2 separate regions of the Sus scrofa genome follow, and region 2 is linked to region 1. A link is a contact called in public Hi-C data. All regions are on one chromosome and are shown on one strand. The core of a region is the stretch at or near the end of the contact, and the rest is flanking DNA. Distances in the headings are between cores, read along the strand shown.

The links. Hi-C and Micro-C count contacts between places; a contact is called where the count stands out from the background.
Region 2: a Hi-C map of alveolar macrophages shows a contact between it and region 1, with 6 times the contacts expected there. The contact joins two enhancer-like sites. A contact is called at or near these places in 1 of 5 promoter capture datasets (liver), 14 of 47 Hi-C or Micro-C datasets (alveolar macrophages, embryonic fibroblasts, epiblast stem cells and 7 more) and 1 of 2 datasets of contacts at active chromatin or transcription factors (alveolar macrophages).

Annotation. Positions count from the first base shown.
Region 1 is chr14:104,043,315-104,046,897 of Sscrofa11.1, reverse strand. It overlaps IDE (insulin-degrading enzyme), which reads left to right. Exons shown (of 25, transcript XM_001925381.7): 5 at 993-1,115. Among named protein-coding and RNA genes, the nearest start is that of IDE, 61 kb to the left of the region's middle. Within about 2 kb of position 1,882, at least 3 of the 83 cell types and tissues checked have an H3K27ac peak or open chromatin away from gene starts, as enhancers often do. A contact at or near this core is called in alveolar macrophages, where this site is marked.
Region 2 is chr14:104,365,590-104,369,546 of Sscrofa11.1, reverse strand. All of the region lies in intron 1 of EXOC6 (exocyst complex component 6), which reads right to left. Among named protein-coding and RNA genes, the nearest start is that of EXOC6, 41 kb to the right of the region's middle. Within about 2 kb of position 1,441, at least 11 of the 83 cell types and tissues checked have an H3K27ac peak or open chromatin away from gene starts, as enhancers often do. A contact at or near this core is called in alveolar macrophages, where this site is marked.

The sequences.
Region 1 (3,583 bases), core at 633-3,132:
ATTGAAGTCTTCTGGGGCATAAATCTTGGCTCAGAGTACTATGCAGCTCTAAAGCTGAAGACTGGGTCTGAGAACGCCATCTGGTGGCTCTCTCTAGATAACTCATTTAGTGAAAGAGGGACTCTGCCAGTTCATCAGCCATTATAATAACCCAAGGGGGGAGAAAACACATCAAGAATGTGATCTGCCATAGTTTCATCTCTACAGATCAAAGACAGGAGCTCATTTAATAGTATAAGCAGGAGCAATAATACAAGTTATTATACTAGGATCTTAGGATATTTCTAGTCAAGATGCCATTTTCAGAGAGTTGTCAGTCATTGAAATTCCACCTCCCAGTCTTTAAATGACAAGATCTTTATTAGAAAGGTAGTACTTAGAGACTTTGACTGTTTGCTTTAGACATGCATATTTTATTCTGACTGAATTAGTTGTTAATTTCATAAGAGATCTCATAGTGGCACACTCTTGCATCACTTGAGACCTACAAAAATAGCATTGCATCCTATTTTTACCAGTCTAGGTCAAATCCATGAGAACTCACATCACAGATTTAATGCTTCAGCCAAGAATAGTACATTTCTTTCCACAAGTAACCTGGCAAGTTCCAAAAAGATCCCTCAGTGACTATGTTCAATTAATTATGGAGCACACAGGGAATTGGAAATTAAAAGAAGTGTGAATGGAGGCTCTGTGAATCTCATTTTGTCTTATAAGTGCTTGTAATCTGACTATCTCATAGGAATTTTAGGAAACATAATTCTTATAAAGCCCTTTAAGTTCTTGAGGGAAAACTGTAGACTAAGAGGTTACTAGTTTGTACTGTACTGTCCTGTTTATCCAGGTTATGATCAGGCATATTTGTCTAATCATTATATGTGTTTCTTTGAACTCTTTTTAAAGTTTACCTTATGGTAATGTCAGGAATAATTACACAACTTTAAAGTTCACCTATTTTGCTTTTTCTCAGAAATGTTTTTCCTTCCTCTCAGGTAATAAATATACTCTAGAGACTAGACCAAACCAAGAAGGCATTGATGTAAGACAAGAGCTGCTGAAATTCCATTCTACTTATTATTCATCCAACTTGATGGCTATTTGTGTTTTGGGTCGAGGTAAGAAGCCTTAAAATTGTCTCATAGAATTGGATAATCTGGGTTTTACATTTTGGCTTTTACAGAGTATTGGAAGAATGATATAAGATATTTCATCTACTCAGAGGCTTTTTAAAAAACAAAAAAAACACCAAAAAAACGCTGCACCCACAGCGTATGGAAGTCCCCAAGCTAGGGATCAAATTGGAGCTGCAGCTTCCAGCCTACGCCACAGCCACAGCAACACCAAATCCAAGCTACATCTTCAACCCACACTGTGGTTCATTGGCAGCACCAGATATTTAACCCACTGAATGGGGCCGGGGATTGAACGCTCATCCTCATGGATATTAGGTTTGTTATCACTGAGCCACAATAGGAACTCCCTTAAATTTTTGTCTTTCTTTCCTTTTTTTTTTCCCCACTCAAAATCTTTTGAAAATGATCTCCTTGTTGGAGAATATATGGAGGGGAATTTTGTTTTTAACTCACTGTGTTCTAAAACAAAGCCTACCTAGGCTGGTGTTCCCTTGGTGGCTCAGTGGATTAAGGATCCGGCATTGTCACTGCCGTGGCTCAGGTCACTGCCGTGGTGAGGGTTCAGTCCCTGGCCTGGTAACTTACACATGCCGTGGACACAGCCAGAAAACAAAAACAAAAACCCAAACAAACAAAAAATATCTGTATCATTTCAATAAGCACTTATTGGGCAAGTAACAGTGACAACAAATGACTCAGACATGAGCCCTGCCCTCAGCGTTCTTAGTGGAAGAGTCGGGAGGATCTAAAAGAAACAAAGAGTGTCTTTGTTTCAGTTCCCTCTCTCAGTGTGACTGACCTATGTTCAGCTCAGTGGATTGGATGGCAGGTCTGGAAGAGGGGTCCTTACAGTACAGTGATGTGCGGAGGAAGTGGGCTCTCTTAGAGGATTAATGGATAATCCTCTCCTTCTTCTAGGAGGAGGGGAGAGGAAGAATAACCATGTGGAAGGATCTCTGTCACAAAGAGACAAAAAAGTTTTTCTCTGTTCTCCCATGAGGCCATCCCTCTAGTTGTGGCAGCACCAGTTACCTGGACACTTGACAAATAGGTAACTGTCAAGTAGAGACCCTAGGATTGCCAAGTCCCGGTGATGTAAAGATGAATGGGACTCTGTTCCCTGATCTCTGTAGCTCACAGCTAAGCGGTGAAGACAGACGGTGCATTATCAAACAGCAGCCTTACCTTTAAAAAGCTGCAGTGTGAATTTGTGCTTTTAGGGTAGAAATACTCAAAAAGGAAAGGCATACTTGGTAGAACCTTCCTCTAAAGGGTCTTGCTGTCATCAGCACTTCAGGTGGACGAATCATCATTGACCACCCACCTGTTTCCCGTTGCATGTCCCCTCTGTGTCTTTTATGTCAGATGTCTCTCGCTCCAAATGCATCTGCTTCATTCCTCAGTTCACTGTCATATAACAAGCAGCTATGGGTTGGTCTTTTATTTGGCTCTGGACATCTTGGGGTCCTTCCAAGAAACTGAAGTAAAAATACATATGTTTTGCTCAGTGGATTAAGGATCTGGTGTTGCTGCAAGCCACGAGGTAGGTCGCAGATATGGCTAGGATCCTGAGCTGCTGTGGTGTAGGTCAGCAGCTGCAGCTCCAATTTGACCCCTAGCCTGGGAACTTCCACATGCCACAGGTGTGGCCCTAAAAAGAATAAAGGAAAAGAAAAGTACATGTTTTATAAATAAAGTGCACATGCCCACAGGCTTAAGCCTAAAAGAGAATTTCTTACTTTATCTGGACAATTCTCACATGATTAAGTGTTTTTAGGGAGTTTATGGAGAAGTTCAAAATGGGTCGTAGAATATCAAGGAAAATTTCTTATTTGATTCAAATGCTTCCTGACAGTAACAAGTGATGAATGTTTATACCATTTATAAATAACCTATTTTTGAGGAGATAGAGTCAAAGTGAGTAGTTGTCTTGTTTATAAAAAGATAACCTTGTCTACTATTTCCTTTAGAATAGTAGTAGTATATGTGCACAGAAAAAAAATTATCCCACAAAGAAAGTATTAAATGGAAATCAGTTTCTTCTTTATCCCATCTTATGACCTATATGCCCTCTTCTCAGAGATAGTCACCGTAGATGATTTTTTGTTATACTTCCAAAAGTAGAATTTTATTAATATACTTGTATTTTTGTATCTGTTAAAATAATTAAATGAGATTATACTACATGGCAATAAAATCTGCACTTTTCACTTACTAGAGCTTTGAGAGTTTTTTGTATCAGGAGATAAAGATTTCTCTCTCATTACTGCCTGCATAAAATTCCATTGTACAGATGTTTCATAACATGCACACACTGGTAGATGTTTAGGTCACTTCCGGTTTTTGTTATTGTTTATAATGGTGCTGAGTGAACGTCTTACACATAGCTTTATAAACTTTTGCAAATGTAGCTCTATAAAAAATATAGATAGGCAATAACATGGAACTTC
Region 2 (3,957 bases), core at 192-2,691, 320 kb before region 1:
ATTCACAAGGCTGGACAAGCAATATGGCCTCTTCTGACCAACAGTACTTTGCACCAGAAGCGTACAACTGATTCAAGATAGTTCAGTTAGACAGCTCTTTCAGGAATTTTGAACTGGAATTCAGACACAGCCATCTGTATGCGCTTGACTGACATATGGAAGCTGTAGGTGGTCATCCTCCTCAAGTACAGAGAGAAGGAGAGAAAGCCAGACTTCAGAGAACGAAGAAGACAGAGAGAAACATGGAGAAATGGAAAGAAATACTATCACTTCTTTCTTTCTTCTAGTCTTTTGAGAAGTAGGATTGCTGTGAGATACCCAGTAACCGTACACTATTTTTTTCCATAAGTTCATTCAAGTTGGTTTAGTAATTACAACTAAAATAAACAAAAATCTGTAACTAAGATATACATGCACATGTATGCACACACCTACACATACACAAACATACACACAAATTCCTTACAATTATAAGGAGTTGACAAATCACCTTATCTGACCAATACATTAGAGCATGTCTTCCCAAATGAAGAGGTTATACCACAATAATGATCATCTCAAACCTCATTCTAACTTTCTATCTATGCCATGATATAAAAAAAAATCCAAAAATAAAGTCATAGTTTAATTAAATAGACCCTTGAGGAAACGAACATGTCAAACAAGTCTCTAGGATAATAAGCGATAATAATATAATGCCATCTAGCTTTCATACAACATTTTTGCTTTTTCAAAACTTCCACAATATTGAATAGCTAAGTAAAGAATTCAGGATAAATGTCCTAAAATATCACTGTTAAGTATCTAAACCAAGTAGGTATTTTGTAGCTGTCAAGTAATGGAGAGTTTCTAGCAACTCTAACAACGTATAAACACAGAATTCAATTTTTTTCATTACAGAATGATTAAGATTTTTTTTGTTTACAAAATATTCACTCTTTTCCCATAAATATTTCATCTAGTTTGCCATATGCACTCTTAAATGTTTTATTAAGTAATGCCCAGGTGTTTCCTCTAATTCAACTGAAGACATTCTGTCAAACAATATTTTAAATGACAGAGTTAATATACTTTAATTTAAAAAAAAGGAAACAATCATATCTTAAAGAATCATACAATCTATCAAAGTATCAAGATAAATCAAAGTCAAAAAATAAAGGATGGCTTTCCATACATTTCTGATGTTGAATTTTACTTGCCTTGTTTTTCCTCTATGCACAATTTCTCAGACTTGTACTCACTAATAATATCCTGTTTCCCTGCACAGGAAAGAGTCTAGTGCAGTTTGTTAGTTAACATTACTTCCTATAACTAGGACTGACATTCTGTAATATTGACATTAACACTCACTGAAATTGGTTAACAACAAAGCATAATGATGATCGTTAATGGACATCCTCTATGGTGAAACCTGAACTGATAATCAGCTAACACAGATTTGCAATAGACTTCCTCCTTCCTGTTTTTACACTCCTGACGAAGGAGATGTCTCTTCCTGTTGACTTTTGCACTACTTGATAAAAAGCTAAAGATGAGAAATGGAAACTCTTAACATGTATAAATTTAATTTCTCCTCTAGGAAGGATAACAAGTTGCTAAATAAATTTTAATTCGAAAAGCTTAAACAATTAATCAGATTAATGAATGCAGATGTAGACTGCCTCCCTAGAAGAATGTAGAAAATTCAACAAAAACATCAAACTGTCTAGAGCAGATCTAAAGTGCAGCAGTTTGCTTAGCAGCTTAAGAGATGATCTATATACTGCTACCAAAGTCCTTCTCAGGAGTATTCATTTACAATCAAGGGGAAATTCACTTAAGATTGACTTCTCAGCAAAGCAGCCAAAAACAAAAAACAAAAGCAAACAAAAAAACCACCATTCACCATGGAAAATAAAACAGAAAATTAATTGAATTCTACACTTACAATTTGTGCTTTACGCTAAAAACTATAGTTCAAAATGTAGATATAACATTAATATTTATAGACCCCAAACTTTAGCAACAAACTTTTATAAAGCAGAAACTATAAGAGATGTGAGAAGAGACTGTAACAAATTAAAAAGTAGGACACTAACATACCTCTCAATTTAAGAAAGGTGAAAAACAATATGAGGCCTTAAAGTACATAACCAACTTGGTTAATAAGGAGTCTGTGTGTAAAACTGAGAACCCTAATAAAAGAGAATATGCTTTCTTTCTAAGAGTACATGAAACACTCAAGAAAACTAACCATATATTAAGCCACAAATAAAATCTCAGTAGAGTTCCCTGGTAGCCTAGAAGTTAAGAATTAGGCACTGTCACTGCTGCAGCATGGGTTTGATCCCTGGCCCCAGAACTTTCTCATGCCACAGGCATGACCAAATGGAGAAAAAAAAAAAAAAAAAAGATTTACCTAAATGAAGTGTAATAAAATTAAAAATTAAAAGCAAATTTTTAAAAATAAAAAAGACTACATCTGGAAACTTTTTAAAAAATGCACCACTAAAAAACTATTGGATCAAAGGGAAAATATTAAAATAAAACAGCAGAATTTCTTTAAAATGGCAAGGAAAACATCAGAATATGTGAGATACAGCTGTATCAGTCATTAGAGAAACATTAATAGCATGAAATAATTACCTCAATAAAATAAATGAAACAAGTGCAAAATACAAAAAGCTAGAAAAACAATAAATTAAATCAAAAGAAACAGAAGAAATAAATCATTAAATATGAAAGGAATGCTTTTATATTTAATGAAAACAGAGAATTAATGAAATGAATAAATCCCAAGACAAGAGAAAATTAGTGGAATGAATAAATCCCAAGACACATCTTTTTTTTTAAATCAACAAATCAGACCAACCCAGTGAACCTAATCATGAATAAAAAAAGAATGAAATCACAAACCATCAAAACAGAAGAAATTTTAATGTAAAACTATATTTGCACAACTCTACTCAAATAAATTTGAAGGGATAATTTTCAAAAGAATACAGCTTACATTATAGAGACAGAAAATTTAGCACAGACCACTTATCACAAGAGAAATAGAGAAAGGAGTTAAGGGACTCTTCTAAAAAAAAAAAAAAAATAGTCAACAGACCCAATTGATTTCATAAGGTAATTCTAACAAAACTTTAAAGATCACATGATAATCAATACTAATTATATCATTCCAAAGCATAGAAAAAGAAAGGAAATTTCCAATTTAATGAAGTGAGCACAACATTGATTTGAAGACCTGAGAAAGACTACACCAAAAAAGAAAACTACAGACCATCTCACTTACAAATATCAATACAAAATCTTGGAAAGCGTACACACAAACAGAATCTAACAGCACACCAAAAGAGTAATTTATCATGACCCAATGAAATTTATTGTATGAAGACAGGAATATTTCAAAAATAGGAAATGCATTAATAAATTCAGTCATACTAATGGAGCAAAAGGATAAAAATCATATGACCACCTCCATATGGAGACACAGAAAAGACATCTGACAAAATTCAGCAATTTCATGTTAAAAATACTAAATAATATTTTCCCCCAGAATAATAAAATATAAATAATATAAGTATCTCAGCCCAAAAGCCAGAGTTTTCCTTAATGAGAAAACACTAAAGGCTTTCCTACTAAACTCCAGGCGGGGGGAAAAAAAATGCTCACTGTCTCAACTACTGTGTTGCAATTATTAAGCTACAGCAATCTATGGTATATGAAGTGAAATGGAATACTATTTCTAAATACAGATTATAAAATTACATTCCAAGAAAACCCATAAGGAATCAATGGGGAAAAAATTACTACAAACAATAAGGAAATTTAATAAAGAGGTTAAAACTTAACATACAAAGATTACCAACATTCACATATATATGCAAAAATTAGAAGACATAATGTAAGAAAAGACACAATTAAAATAACCAAAAAACACTTACACATAATCTTAAGGAATTTTAAAATTTA